Linked DNA regions of Sus scrofa: all the other regions are linked to region 1. The links are chromatin contacts, called in public Hi-C and HiChIP or PLAC-seq maps. All regions are on one chromosome and are shown on one strand. Each heading gives the region's core, a stretch centred on a gene start, on an enhancer-like site or on the middle of the called end of the contact. The rest is flanking DNA. Distances are from core to core; before and after follow the strand shown.

What was found. Hi-C and Micro-C count contacts between places; a contact is called where the count stands out from the background. HiChIP or PLAC-seq counts read pairs in DNA pulled down with a chosen protein or histone mark.
Region 2: an H3K27ac HiChIP or PLAC-seq map of alveolar macrophages shows a contact between it and region 1. The contact joins two enhancer-like sites. A contact is called at or near these places in 2 of 2 datasets of contacts at active chromatin or transcription factors (alveolar macrophages and skeletal muscle).
Region 3: a contact with region 1 is called in a Hi-C map of alveolar macrophages, with 2.9 times the contacts expected there. The contact joins two enhancer-like sites. A contact is called at or near these places in 5 of 47 Hi-C or Micro-C datasets (alveolar macrophages, embryonic fibroblasts, heart right ventricle and 1 more) and 1 of 2 datasets of contacts at active chromatin or transcription factors (alveolar macrophages).
Region 4: a contact with region 1 is called in an H3K27ac HiChIP or PLAC-seq map of alveolar macrophages. The contact joins two enhancer-like sites. A contact is called at or near these places in 1 of 47 Hi-C or Micro-C datasets (epiblast stem cells) and 1 of 2 datasets of contacts at active chromatin or transcription factors (alveolar macrophages).
Region 5: an H3K27ac HiChIP or PLAC-seq map of alveolar macrophages shows a contact between it and region 1, with 18 times the contacts expected there. The contact joins two enhancer-like sites. A contact is called at or near these places in 1 of 47 Hi-C or Micro-C datasets (embryonic fibroblasts) and 1 of 2 datasets of contacts at active chromatin or transcription factors (alveolar macrophages).

Annotation. Positions count from the first base shown.
Region 1 is chr13:199,181,448-199,184,147 of Sscrofa11.1, forward strand. No RefSeq gene overlaps it. Among named protein-coding and RNA genes, the nearest start is that of SETD4, 410 kb to the right of the region's middle. Within about 2 kb of position 1,269, at least 2 of the 83 cell types and tissues checked have an H3K27ac peak or open chromatin away from gene starts, as enhancers often do. A contact at or near this core is called in alveolar macrophages, where this site is marked.
Region 2 is chr13:198,825,996-198,828,695 of Sscrofa11.1, forward strand. All of the region lies in intron 1 of LOC106505851 (a long non-coding RNA gene), which reads left to right. Among named protein-coding and RNA genes, the nearest start is that of RUNX1, 190 kb to the left of the region's middle. Within about 2 kb of position 1,311, at least 2 of the 83 cell types and tissues checked have an H3K27ac peak or open chromatin away from gene starts, as enhancers often do. A contact at or near this core is called in alveolar macrophages, where this site is marked.
Region 3 is chr13:199,472,050-199,474,749 of Sscrofa11.1, forward strand. No RefSeq gene overlaps it. Among named protein-coding and RNA genes, the nearest start is that of SETD4, 120 kb to the right of the region's middle. Within about 2 kb of position 1,337, at least 17 of the 83 cell types and tissues checked have an H3K27ac peak or open chromatin away from gene starts, as enhancers often do. A contact at or near this core is called in alveolar macrophages, where this site is marked.
Region 4 is chr13:198,877,785-198,880,484 of Sscrofa11.1, forward strand. No RefSeq gene overlaps it. Among named protein-coding and RNA genes, the nearest start is that of RUNX1, 240 kb to the left of the region's middle. Within about 2 kb of position 1,402, at least 1 of the 83 cell types and tissues checked has an H3K27ac peak or open chromatin away from gene starts, as enhancers often do. A contact at or near this core is called in alveolar macrophages, where this site is marked.
Region 5 is chr13:198,855,309-198,858,008 of Sscrofa11.1, forward strand. All of the region lies in intron 1 of LOC106505851 (a long non-coding RNA gene), which reads left to right. Among named protein-coding and RNA genes, the nearest start is that of RUNX1, 220 kb to the left of the region's middle. Within about 2 kb of position 1,278, at least 4 of the 83 cell types and tissues checked have an H3K27ac peak or open chromatin away from gene starts, as enhancers often do. A contact at or near this core is called in alveolar macrophages, where this site is marked.

The DNA.
Region 1 (2,700 bases), core at 19-2,518:
CCTCACAGCAACCCCATGACGACTTCAAGTACATACTCTCTACGTCTCTAAAGGGAACATCTATAGGAATGTACAAACTGACTTGTTGACACAAGCTGTGGTTTAAGCCCAGTCTCCTCTTTCTGCCACCTGTTGTTTATTAAGCACAGATCACATGCCAGACACTATGCCCAGGGTTTTCCATTGCACTATTTCTGTTATTCCTTCCCAGCTCCTACAAGTCAGGGATTATTATTATTCCCACTTTACAGATAAGGAAATTGACCCTCAAGAAATTAGTCACTTGCTCAAAGATGCAAAGCTGGTGTGATTTAAGCCAGAACTTACCTTTTTTCCCTTCTTTACCTCAGGATAAAATGTCCACACCCTAAGCATTGATTGCACAGGGCATTATTGAAACAACCTGTAATTATTGATCTACACAAACATTGGAAATGTCTTCCTAGTCTATAGAGTCTGATTTTGTTCAGGCAGCAATGTGTTAATCTGGATGATTTAGTTGGTATAACTGAATGGTGACAATCCCAATTGATTTAGCCAGTGATTAGTGGTTGCCATTTGACCTTACTCTGACCAAAGAGATGTAAGAAATCTCTTCTGGATTTACAGAAAAGACTTTTTCCTCCCTGACAAATAGGACATGCAGAAAAGAAAGCCCTTTGGCACCAGCTCCTCCTGCTGGCTGCACACAGATGTGTGAGGACACAGTGGTTGGAGCAGCAGCAGCCGTCTTGTGAACAGGAGTGTGTTGGGGGGCATTGCTCAAATGAAAGAGAAAGAAAAGTTTAGGAGTTGAAGTCATTGCTGTGCCTGGGACCAGCACCTACTTGCAGTTTTTGCAATGTAAATAAGTGTCCTTTTGATTTAAAACTCTGTTAGTATGTTTCCTATTTCTCCAAATGCATCCCAAATGATATAGTAAGTCAAATAAAAATTAATTTTTATTTATTCTGAAGTTGAAATTTGAGTTTGTTCAGTGACTAAATGAGTAACCTATTCTGTATATGGTCCTCACTCTCTAAGTCACCTAGAAGAACAATTAGTGACTTGGTTCTTTGTTTTTATAGGAGAAATCTTTTCTTCTACCCTCTTAGATCTTTTTATTGGGGTACTCAAACTAACAACGGATAGAGTCATGTAAGTAAAGTGCACAAGGTTCATATGATATGAATATCTTCTTTTTTTCTTTTTGGCTGCATCTGTGGTATGTGGAAGTTCCCGGGCCAGGGATTGAACTTGCGCCACAGTAATGACCCAACTGCTGCAGTTACAACACTGGATTCTTAGTCCACTGAGCCACAAAGGAACTCCGATGTTAACATGTTTTATGGGACACAGAGGGCTTCATAGGTGGAAAGTGAAAACTCCAAAGAACTGGCAAGACTCAGGAGCTTACATACGGCCTTAACAAAAGATGATAAATTTGTGGAGAAGTGACAAGACAAAGGAAAGGGATTTGAGTTTTTAGGTGTGATCCACTGCAGGAAAGTGGATAGGAAATACATGAGGGAAACTAATGGACAATGATGGTTATTTTAGTAAGGTTTGTGCTTCTGATGAGTCCATTCATCTTGGCATCAAACCCTACCCCCATCTCCCAGGATAAGAATGTTCTCTTCTTTCTGGTATCAAGAGATATCTTTCTCGTGGGAAATTTCTGTCTTGATTTTAGGCAGAAAGGGTGAGAGTGGAGAGCTGTTGCTCAGTTATTTACAGTTCAGACTAATCAATATCCCAAAGCAGCATATTTCAGGTGGATATGTTTTGATCTCCTTCACTTTCAAATTCACTTCCATTACTTAATTTTATATTTAAAATATAAATAATATATTTTATATTTGAATTATAAATCAAAAATAATTAAAATATTTAATTTTATAATATAAAATTACTGCTTACCTACCAACCTTAATTACAAGGTTTATTGCATTTTATATTTAAATTTTTAATATTAATATGTGATTGTTATAATAATTTAACCACTACAGAGATGTGTAAAACAAAAGCGAAACTTGCCCCAGCCTTAAAATGTACTGAGGGGTTCCCGTTGTGGCTCAGCAGTAAGGAATATGATTAGTATCCATGAGGACGGGGGTTTGATCCCTGGCCACACTCAGTAGGTTAAGAATCCGGCATTGCTATGAGATGTGGTGTAAGATGCAGATTCGACTCGGATCCCCATTGCTGTGGCTGTGGTGTAGGCCAGTGGCTACAGCTCTAATTAGACCCTGAGCCTAGGATCTTCCATGTGCTGCGGGTGTGGCCCTAAAAAGACAAAAAAGGTACTGAAACTTCTTTTTTTTTTTTTTTTTTTGGTCTTTTAGGGCCACACCCATGGCATATGGAGGTTCCCAAGCTTAAGTTAGAATCAGAGCTGTAGCTACCGGCCACAGCCACAGACAGCCTCAGTCACGGCCATGCCAGATCCGAGCAGTGTCTGCGACCTACCCCACAGCTCACAGCAATGCTGGATCCTTAACCCACTGAGCGAGGCCAGGGATCAAACCTGCATCCTCACGGACACTAGTCAGATTTGTTTCCCCTGAGCCACAACAGGGACTCCTAAAACTTCTATTAATAATTAGAAAATTAATTTAGGTTTGAGCCTCATCCATGTTGTGTATATGAGTAGTTTTTTCATTTTTATTAATGAATGGCATTTCACTGTACGAATAAAATAATAGTTTGATTACTTATTCT
Region 2 (2,700 bases), core at 61-2,560, 360 kb before region 1:
TACACCACAGGTCATGGCAATGCTGGATTCTTAACCCACTGAGTGAGGTCAGGGATTGAACCCACAACTCATGGTTCCTAGTCAGATTCATTTCCACTATGCCACAACAGGAACTCTAATTTCTCCTTTTTCATTTCTTATTTTGTTTATTTGGGTTTTTTCTCTCCTCTTCTTTGTGAGTCTGACCAGAGGTTTCTCAATTTTGTTTACCTTTTCAAAGAACCAGCTCTTGGTTTTATTGATTTTTTTCTGTTTGTTAAATCTCTATTTTATTGATTTCCTCTCTGATGTTTATGATTTCCTTCCTTCTGCTGACTTTAGGTTTTGTTTGATCTTTTTTTTTTCTAATTCATTTAGGTGACGGGTTAAGTTGTTGATTTAAGATTTTTCTTCTCTTTTGAGGGAAGCCTGTATTGCTATGAATTTCCCTCTGAGCACTGCTTTTTCAGCATCCCGTAGATTTTGAGTGGTTGTGTCTTCATTATCATTTGTCTCAAGGTATTTTTTAATTTCCTTCTTGATTTCCTTATTGACCAATTGGTTTTTTAGTAGCATGTTTTTCAGTCTCCATGTAGTAAGTATTTTTTATCATTTCTTTTCCTGTGGTTGATTTCTACTTTCATGCCATTGCAGTCAGAGAAGATACTTGAAATAATTTCTATAATTTTAAATTTGTTGAGGTTGGTTTTGTGCCCCAGTATGTGGTCAATCCTTGAGAATGTTCCATGTGCACTTGAAAATAATGTATGTTCTGATATTTTTGGACATAATTTCCTGAAAATGTAAATTAAGTCTAATTTTCTATTGTGTAATTTGGGATCTATATTGATTTTTTAGGTCTTATGTCTGGTCTTTACCTATATAACCCTACTTTGTGATGATATACATAACTTGAATAGTGAATTTGGGGAATAAAAATTTTATGTTAGAATGAGATTTTATTCAATTGCTGATTGTGACAAATTTGCGTTTAATATTTATGAACAAAATAGAGAATGAAGCTTGACTTATTCAGTATTCATTCCCTCCCACTAGCTCTTAACACTTTGGTTTATTTGATATAAATGTGATAATCATCCAAGACTTCTAAAGTTGTCCTAAAAGTGTCTTACTACTGTTGCCAAATTCACAGTGGATTGGACAGATTAAGTTCTCATATTAAGTCATGTACCATAGGCAAATCAAACATATTTAACAAATTTGACCCAGCTGTGAGACTTATAACAAAGAAGAAGACACCTACTCTCCACTAAATTGAGGTCTCAGCTGTCTTATGAAGAACTGGAGCCATCACTAGGAAGTGGATGAACCTGTTGGGTAATATAATTATGCTGAGAAATATGAGCTCAGCGTCAATCATGCCAAAACAAAAAGCCATTGTGTTGAGTTAACAATTTTCAGCCTTGAATGGAAACTGAAACTAAGTAAGCTTAATCAATCACTCAAATCTTTCAGTTACAGAAGTTTATTATTTATAGCTGATTTCTTTTCAAAGGAGTGTTCAGCCTCATATTGGTCACTTTTATGGTTGAGATAGCCACTTGAAAGATTTTACCATTAAAACATTTCTGATCAAATTAATTTTTCCCATATTTTATGAGGTGGAGGTCCCAGCTATGCAATGTAAAAGAAAGTTGGTCAAGGTTTTGGTCTGTCTGCACCTCCACATCCTAACTTTTTGTAAAGTACCACTATGATCCACTTCTAAATAAAGGGATAGATACACATTCTAAGATGCAAATCAGGCTTCCATCAAAGCATGTTCCCTGTACTCTGCACTTGTGGATCATCCTAAGCAGTGGATCCCAAATTTGCTGCTCCTCTGAGAGCCTTTATAGATATCAAAGGCCATCTTTTGCTGCAGGCCAGCTGACTGACTCTTGGGGATGGGAAAAGGGGACAGGTGACCCTCCAGTTGATTTTGATGCATGAGAGAGTTATCTGGACACAAAGCATATGGAGCACCTTTTCAACCCATGTCATGCCCAAGGCTTCAACCATGATTTGACTATGATCCATGACTTCCAAAACTCTACTTTAGATTTTTAACATTTAAGGACTGTGCAATAATGATGACCAATTAGCTGTGGTGGATGAAAGCCATCATTTACAACCACTGAACTGGGTGTTAGGTACTTTCTTATTTCATCCTAGTGACAGCCCAATGAGAAAGTTTTATTTATTTCTAAGAATTAAGAATCTGGGGTTCAGCAAAAACACTTGCACAAGGCCATACAGACAGTAAGTAACAGAACAGTAAGATGCAAGTGTGTGTGTATCACATTCCAAATACAGGTCAGTAGGACAGCCATAAAGGTAACCCAATCCTGGTTCCTTGGAGGAAGGGAATCTAAGCTGTAACTTGGAGAATAAAATGGGGCCTGATTAGGGAGGCCAGAATGGGGTGCTGGAGGGTGGGGAGAGCTTCTAGAAAGGGGGCAAAATAGGAGAGAAAGAGTTTTCTAGGCTAGAGCAGAGGATGGGCGATGGGTAGCATATGCAAAGGTCTGAAGATAAAACATAACATTCTGGTGATCCAGATGAGGAATAACCTGAGATGTCCTCAACTGGCTCAAGTAGATATGGCACAGTGTCAAGATTATCACATTAGGGATTCTATGGAAAAAAAGAACACTTTGAGTTTATACAGTCTGAACTCATATGAGTTCAATAATAGGAAAAGGGTGTATGATAATCTAG
Region 3 (2,700 bases), core at 87-2,586, 290 kb after region 1:
TCTGTGAAGCGATGCTGCCTGAGAAATACTTTCCAAATTTAGACACAATTCTAGTTTCAGAATCCCTGATCGGCCCTGAGTTTATAACAAAAAGGAATATCATTTGAAAGGATACAACAAATAAAAATGTAACCAAAAGGATGGAGAGTTCTTCTCTGAGGACGTTTGCATTTTGCTTCCATATCAAGAATACGTGAACTAATTATTTATACCTCAATAAAACTTTAAAAAAAGAATACATGTGTCCTCCTTTAATCCAATTACAGATATTTATTTTAAAGAATCAATCAGAGAGGTGGAAAATGCATATGTAAAAATATCTTTCAGCATCATTTCTGAAGTAAATTTGGAGCAACCTCAATCTCTGCCAATAGGAAAATGATTAAACAAGTGAAGCACGGGCAAAAGATGGGCTACTACGCTGCTGTTGAAAATTGGGTTTTTAAAGAGAATAATATGGGATATTATAAGGGAGTATTTCATAATATAATATAAATGCACAGGAGATGTAAATTATAAATTAACTGATGTAATTTTGTCTCTAAACGCTAAGAATATTATTTTCATGATACTCCTTTTTTCAAATTTTTACAGTGAAATGTATCATTCATATTGGAAGGTGGGGAATACGGCTATTCAAAGAAATGCATTTATCCAGAAGACTCCTTTTCAGTGTTCCTGTTTTACATGGATGTTAGTATGTCTAAGTGAAGCCTGCATGCCGCAACCCTCGCGCGTTCCCCGGCCCCGCAAGGCATTCTAGTCTGACTAGTCTGCACCCCAAGGGAAAGACTTACAGAAGTCCGGGAACGCTAATCTACTTTTCAGTTACTCTGATGATTAAGTTTGACCACAAAGCAGTGCCAGTAGAGTAGGTTTGTCTCTTCAACAACAGATGATTCCGCCCCCAAGAATCACAGATAAACAGTTCACAAATGCACTATCTCCTAAACACCGTCAGGGCTCCAGTGCTCGTGTGTTGACACAGAAAGTGCATCAAAGCTGTGTGTGCAAGTTGGCCTGTGGGCAAGAAAGAGAGGGAGAGAAGGAGGAGGAGGGAGGGGGGGGAAGTGAGGGGAGAAAGGGAGAGAGTGTTCACACCAGTGACTCAAGTCTGTGCTTGGCTAATTTAAAATTCGCTGACTCGAAAATGTTCCTAGCATCCAGGATAGGGTAGCTAAGCCCGACTCAAGGAGAATAGCCCTCTGTTCCTTCTTCCACTTTACACGAACATCACAGCTTTGTCTGACGCGTCTGTATACACAAGTCGTCTAGAGCACTTGAACTGGTGCCCAGCAAAAAGGGAGAACTGAGCCCTTCTTTCAACAGGATTCCGAGCCTTAGCTTCAGGCATTATCTGCAGGCAGGAACGCGTCTGCGTATTAATGTAGATCTAGCACGGATACGAGAGACATCTAGCGGCAGTTGGGTGAAACAGGGCAACATACAGACTACGGAGAGAAAGCAAGGCGTCCTTCATTTACAATTGTTTTATCTGATAATTATTATTAAATATCTAATGTATCAGGCACTAAGCTAAGTTTGAAGGGATACAGCAAACAAAGATAAAAAACAGAATTTTCAATAATTTGCATGACATTTGTATCAGAATTTTCCATAATGTATAAATATGTAAATATATTTGAAAATGTCTTTCTTTCTGTCATCTCTATTTATGAACGACAAAACAAAATCCCACATTCAAAACAGAACATCTCTCAAAGCAAGACCAAAATATTTGTTATCCAATGGTAAGACAATGATTTTCAAAAAGTTCTAGAAAATAAAAGCAAATGCTATATCAATAATTCCAAATTTGAGATACTTGCAAGATTGTTTTCTTTCTTTGATTTTTATAACAAGTTCACCCATTTCCTCTTAACCAGAAACTGAGTATTAGGAAATAGTGCTTTTTTTTTTTTTTTTAATGTCCACGGCCGCAGCATATGGAAGTTTCCAGGCCAGGGATTGAATCCAAGCCAAGGCTGTGCCATTCAGGCTGGGGATTGAACCATGTCTCTTCAGCAACCAGAGCCACTGCAGTAGGATTCTTAGCCCATGGCACCACATCAGGAACTCTAGAAATAGTACTTTTAAAGTGACTTTATATAAATCTTGTTCTGATTGTTATAGAAATTAATTTTATACCATCCTTTATGTTAATCAGTTCAAGCATTATGCTCACAAACTAACCAAAGGCAAATATAAAACTATAATACTCTGATTCAGGTCCATCAATAATTAGTATACAAAAAATTTTCTGTGCTAATAATAGGAAACTATCTCTCTGTGTGTATGCGTGTGCATGTGTGTTCATGTGTGTGCATGCATGTTTCATCCTTGACTTACCTCCCACCACTAAGAAATATCAATATGTGGAAATTCTAGGCTGCTTTTTACCTTTAGTTGTGTCCTAACGTATTGCATGTATAAAATGGCACACCATCGTATTTTCTTTCCTTTGTAAGAAAGGAAAAATACTTCAAACTCTGTCTTTTAAGCACCAGAGAGGTTTGTGCACAATTATAAGGAAGAAAAGTTGGTACCTTTCTTCCAGGCAGGAACGACGCCAACCCAAACCGCCAGATCTTATAAGGTCCATGCAAGTAAAGCAACTCAACTTAGAGTTTATCCTACTGAGGGGTTTTGGTGAATGAAAAATAGAGGATATGTCATTTATTTTATAAGCAAAGACTAAGA
Region 4 (2,700 bases), core at 152-2,651, 300 kb before region 1:
AATGGATAAGCAATGAGGTCCTGCTGTACAGCACAGGGAACTATATCAAGTCTCTTGGAATAGAACATGATGGAAAATAGTGTGAGGAAAAGAATGTGTATATATGTATGACTGGGTCACTTTGCTGTACAGCAGAAATTGGCACAATGTTGTAAATCAACTATACTTTAATAAAAAATAATTCAACTGAAAAAAAACTAAAAAATGTGAAGAAATAAAAATCACGGGGTCTTCTGATCCTCTCGGGGCTGTAGAGATCTTCCTAACAGTTGGGAAGTCATATATCAATGAAGCCTTGAACTAAATAAATATGTTTGAGAATATGCAAAGAAATATTTTTCAAATGAATATAGATGTTATGAGAAATAAAATGCAATATAAAAGTTTAAAAAAGAACAGATTGCTTTGGAAAATCAATTGCAACAACTTCATCCAGTCACTGCGTTGTGACCCCCAAGATTCAAGTAACAGTGGGTGACCTTTTATGCTAAGATTTTCTTTTGAATGTTTCAACACAACTACTTGTCATAGACATCTGAGACCGTGTCAAAAGCTGTGAGCAGTAGAATATAATCTATACCACCTTTTCTCTTGTACTATACGTGTCCATTTTACTATCACGGAAAAAGGGCAACTGACTATCACTCTTGAAATTGTAATCATCAGTGGAATTAATCTCCCATTCTTAAGAACTTCCTCAAGGTGTTAGATGTTGCTCCTTACCAAAAACCAGTCTTATAGCAAAGGAGAACAATTTAGAGCATTTTTTTTAAGTCCTTGAAGGCAGGGACTGTGATATTTTTTTTCACTCTTGAATCCCAATATCTGGAATCTAATAAGTGTGGATTAAGTTTTTAGAAAAGAAACAAGGGGGTGAGTCTAGCTTTATCAATAATCAAAATTTTAGATCCATGATTTTGGAGGATGACCTTATGGTATAAAAGCTTTAAACAATTTGCATTCAGAAGACAAATATACTACAGCTCTTCCCGATTTTTTTTTAAATTCCCAAGGAAAAGGTTTTCTTTTCCACTAGCAAGTCCTTATTACCTTAGTAATCTACTATAATAGCCTTGCTCCAGTCATATTTGCTGTGTAACAAACTACCCCATAGTTTGTCAACTTAAACCAATGATTTTGTTTTCTTCACAGTTTGGGGAGGTCTTGACTGGATGACCCATCTCTATTCTCTATGTGGCTTCAGCTGTGGCATGACTGGGGCTAGAGAAACCACTTCCAGATATCCTCTGCCCTCATACATCTGGCTCCCTGGTGCTTCTCTCTCTCGCTCGCTCTCTCTCTCTCTCCATGTGACATCTCATCTTCTAGAACCTCTCCTGGACTGTGAGTTGGGTTCCTCCAATCATGCACAGCAGCCCCAGTCTCTGTATACTGGGACTTCTACACAGTGACTCAGTTCTGAGGGCAAGTTTTCCAAAGGACCAAGGCAGAAGCTGCAAGACTTTTGTAACCTAACCTTGCATTAGAAGGACACCATGTCACTTTCCCATACTCTCTTGGCCAAACAAATCACAGAGCCCCCCAGATAGAGGGTCGGGGGCATAACACTCCCCCAGAGGGGAGGTTCAAGAATTTCTGGGCATTTTTAATCTGCCCCCAAACTCACAAAGAAGACATGGGAATAACTGATGTCTTTGAAAATATGAGAGTATGCTTTTGTGAAGCAGGGTGGGGAACGTAGCAAATGCTTCATATATTTTTGTGGATCAATTGAATAGATGAATTAATGGAGGAAGGAAGTACCGATCATGCTTTCAGTCCTGCAGTATGCCTGTGTTAATAGTCTTTACTTTAAATGGGTAAATAGATCGAATCATGCCAACATAAATATTATGTCTTGTATATTTAATGTAATTCCCCTTCTGGGTGGAAAGAAACACAGCGATGTGAACATATTTAACTGTGGCCAAATCTTTTCATACTCTACACATGGAGTTTGTGTTGAAAATGTGAATAATGGTTACTTTTTATGGAGTCTGTTTTTGTTTAAGTATCTACCCTATAATACAGCTCTTATACATTTGAAACCAAGGGATATCATTAATTTGAAGACCAAAGAAACCAAAATCTGATTATACCCAAAATAAGAATAATAGCAAAGGATAGATGAATAATTATCTCCATCAAACTAATCTCCAAATATTTGATTAAATCCCAAAAGCTTTTTACAAGACGTTTCTTCCCTTAGATTTTTATTTTCATTTATCATACAAAAATTCATACACTTGTGATTCATTTTTGTTTTACTTAGCTAAACACTGCTTCATTGGCAATTTACTTGATATTCATACAATTTGAGTCAATTTCATTTTCCTTAAAAACAGGAAGTTGACTTTTGCCAAGACTAAATGAACTTGAACACAAACTTTTAAATGTGCCTTAAAGGATGGAATCCTCCATGCTTGGGACCATTCTGATGTCGGCAAGACTCTTCTCCCACCCAGACTACGAAATAATAATGATGCCTTTTAGCAATTTAAGCTTTGAGTCCCAAAAACCTGAATCTATTACTAAATTTCACTTAACGACAGGACCTTATTTTTATCTTTAGTAAATATCCCAGGCCATGTTTAAGTACCAGAGACAAACTGGTTTATTACAGATTTTAAATTTGGAATGATGAGCAAATCAATATTTCAAAGTATAATAGGAACAGATTCTATGACATGAATACAAATC
Region 5 (2,700 bases), core at 28-2,527, 330 kb before region 1:
TTAACTGATACAGCATTCTGCCAACAGAATATTGAGTCTACACAGTCGTCCTGCTCTTGAGACTGCTAGGGCTGAAAGGAGGGCCAGAAGGGAAAATAAGAAGGGGTCACCACAGGTGGCTGATTTCACTGGCCAGACATTTTAGTCTCTTTCTTTGATTTTTAAATGGAAAAGAGCAAAGCTAGAATAAGGCTGATTTTTGAATTCATATGTATGACAATTCAAAACATGTATTATAACATGATTAAATCCCCTAAAAAAGAAATAAATGGGTGAGAAAAGACAGAGAAAAACCGTGTGTGTATGCATGTAAGGATGCTTGTTAATACAGAGGTTTCCTCAAAGGACTAACATTTTAGTTTGAAAAGGTAATTTGTGTGGTTAATTGTCCTTGAGGGAATTTAAGTTATACAGCTTTCAATACATATACTATTAAGAAATTTAAGGCATATTTGGGGGAGTATTTGACCTCATACCACAACTAACCATAAGTGACACAGGGTGTTGTAGGTTGAAGAGCTGAACTGTGTCCCTTAAGATGTGTGACAGTCCTAATACCTGGTACTTGTGACTGTGACCTTATTTGGACCTAGGGTCTTCACAGATGCCCTCAGGCTGACATGAAAATTATTAGGGTGGACCTTCATCCAAATGTGACCGGTGTCCTTATAAGAAGAGGAATATTTGGATGCAGATGTGCAAGGAAAACTCCACGTTGATGAAAGAGGCAGCAGTGAGCTGCACGAGGTGACGAAGATGCAAGACGAGGAACCCCAAGGAGTATCATCAGCACCAGAAGCTGGAAGGGGCAAGCGAGGATTCCACCCAGAGTCTCGGGCTGAGCCCGGCCCCGATGACACCTTGGTTTTGGACTTTTGGTCTCTGGGAGTGTGAAAGAATCCATTTCTGTTGTTCTCCACCTGATTTGTGGTATTTTGTACTGAAGGCCTCAGGAAACTAATACACAGGGGTTTGGGCAGGAAAGGAGCAGTGCAGTTTGAAGACAAGAATAATTGGGTACTGGAGGAAAGGGGAAGAGAAATAATGATGACATAGGAAAGAGGTGACATGTCCCGGAAAAAGAGGAAGTCTTGACGCACCTACTTTTTTTGTTTTGATTTTCTTAGAATTCAAAATATGCCGAAAAAAGTTCATGTAAGTTGAGTGTCACAGATATCATCACAGAAGAGAAAACCACCCACAAACCTTGCTGTCCAGATGCATGAGGGTGAATCAAAACGGATGGTATACTTCACGAAAAGGAACCAAATATGTTATCATAATTACTAAACAGAATATCACAATGTGACAGTGTGTGTGTGTGTGTGATGCAGTGCGCTGAACAGCACTGACCCTCATTGAGAAAGAGCACTTTTTAGGGAATTTCCCATTGGATTTTTTTTCCCACTCTGGGTCTCACGCACTGACAGCACCATCCTAGAATAGGGTGTTGATAAGACAGCTTTTAACTCAGATATTCATGATGATCACAGAAGAACTGGATCATTGTTACTGGACAGGCCACAGGAGGAAGTATGAATTATTCACCATGTGGATTTACATGAAATGATCTGTCTAGGACATGGGACGGATTCTGGGAAAAGTCCCAGTTTTGTTCGCAGTGAAGCACAGGAGAGATGGCTTCCCAGGGTGACCCACAGAAACACCTCGGCAGAGGGCTGATGTGGGGGCTCTGTTGTTCATTGAACTTTGTCGTTGGGCCAGTTGGTCTGTGTTCCTCTCAGGATCTTTATACCTGGCCTTGCCTTTGCTTCTCGCCAAGCTCAAAGCCTTCCCTGACCTTCTAATCCCAGGACTAACCAGATCCCCTGTAACTGGAGCAAACTTGACCTGCACACCCTGAGAAGCTGATGTTCTGTTTTGCCAGCGATGTCAATGCATGAGTGATTTTTGTATTCCCATTTTGGGGAGATAGTCTCTTTAACTGATGGCATAAACTGTAACCAGATGCTGCCTTCATTCTCTTCTTTCTATGGTTTGTTGCCCAGGCTCTGGAAGGAACCTTGACATCAAGCTCTACTCATGACATTTAATAGCTGTTTGACACAGGCTACATTTCTTAACCCCAAACCAAGTTTCCACACCTGTCAGATGGTCATGTTACTATTGCAGATCCTTAGTAAGCATCGAATGAGGCAATTTTTAGAAGTTGGTTTCTTTTATTATAAAAATGGCTTATCCACTCTGGCATTTTTAGAGGGATGTGAATGGTAGGGCTACACCCAGAGAAATGAGGGACTGTCTCATATTGGAGGCTAGATCCCAGGGCCTTTGGAGAAAGCACTGTGAGGTCTGCCCTGGTACCTGTTAGATGACACAGGTTCCTGTTGTCACAGTGGGATGATCACACCCATCCTCCTGCTTGTGGTCCTCCTTTCCTTGGTCCTTCTCTCCACACACCCTGCCCCCCCGCCCCCCGAGTGAGCGCATCCATCCAGGGTGAACAAACCATTGTAATGGTGACGGCTCTCAGCTGAGCTCCAGGCTACTGTATCCAACTCCTCCTCCACTGGTGCACAGACCTCTCAAAATTAAACTCTCTGCTGTTGTTCTATTGCTTCTTGCCCACTCTGTCCCATTTCTCCTTCGTCTTCCACATTTCAGAAAGTGGTGTCATGGGCCATCCAGCCAATCCATTCAAGAGCCATTATCTCACACTCAGTCACCAGTGAGTTCTTT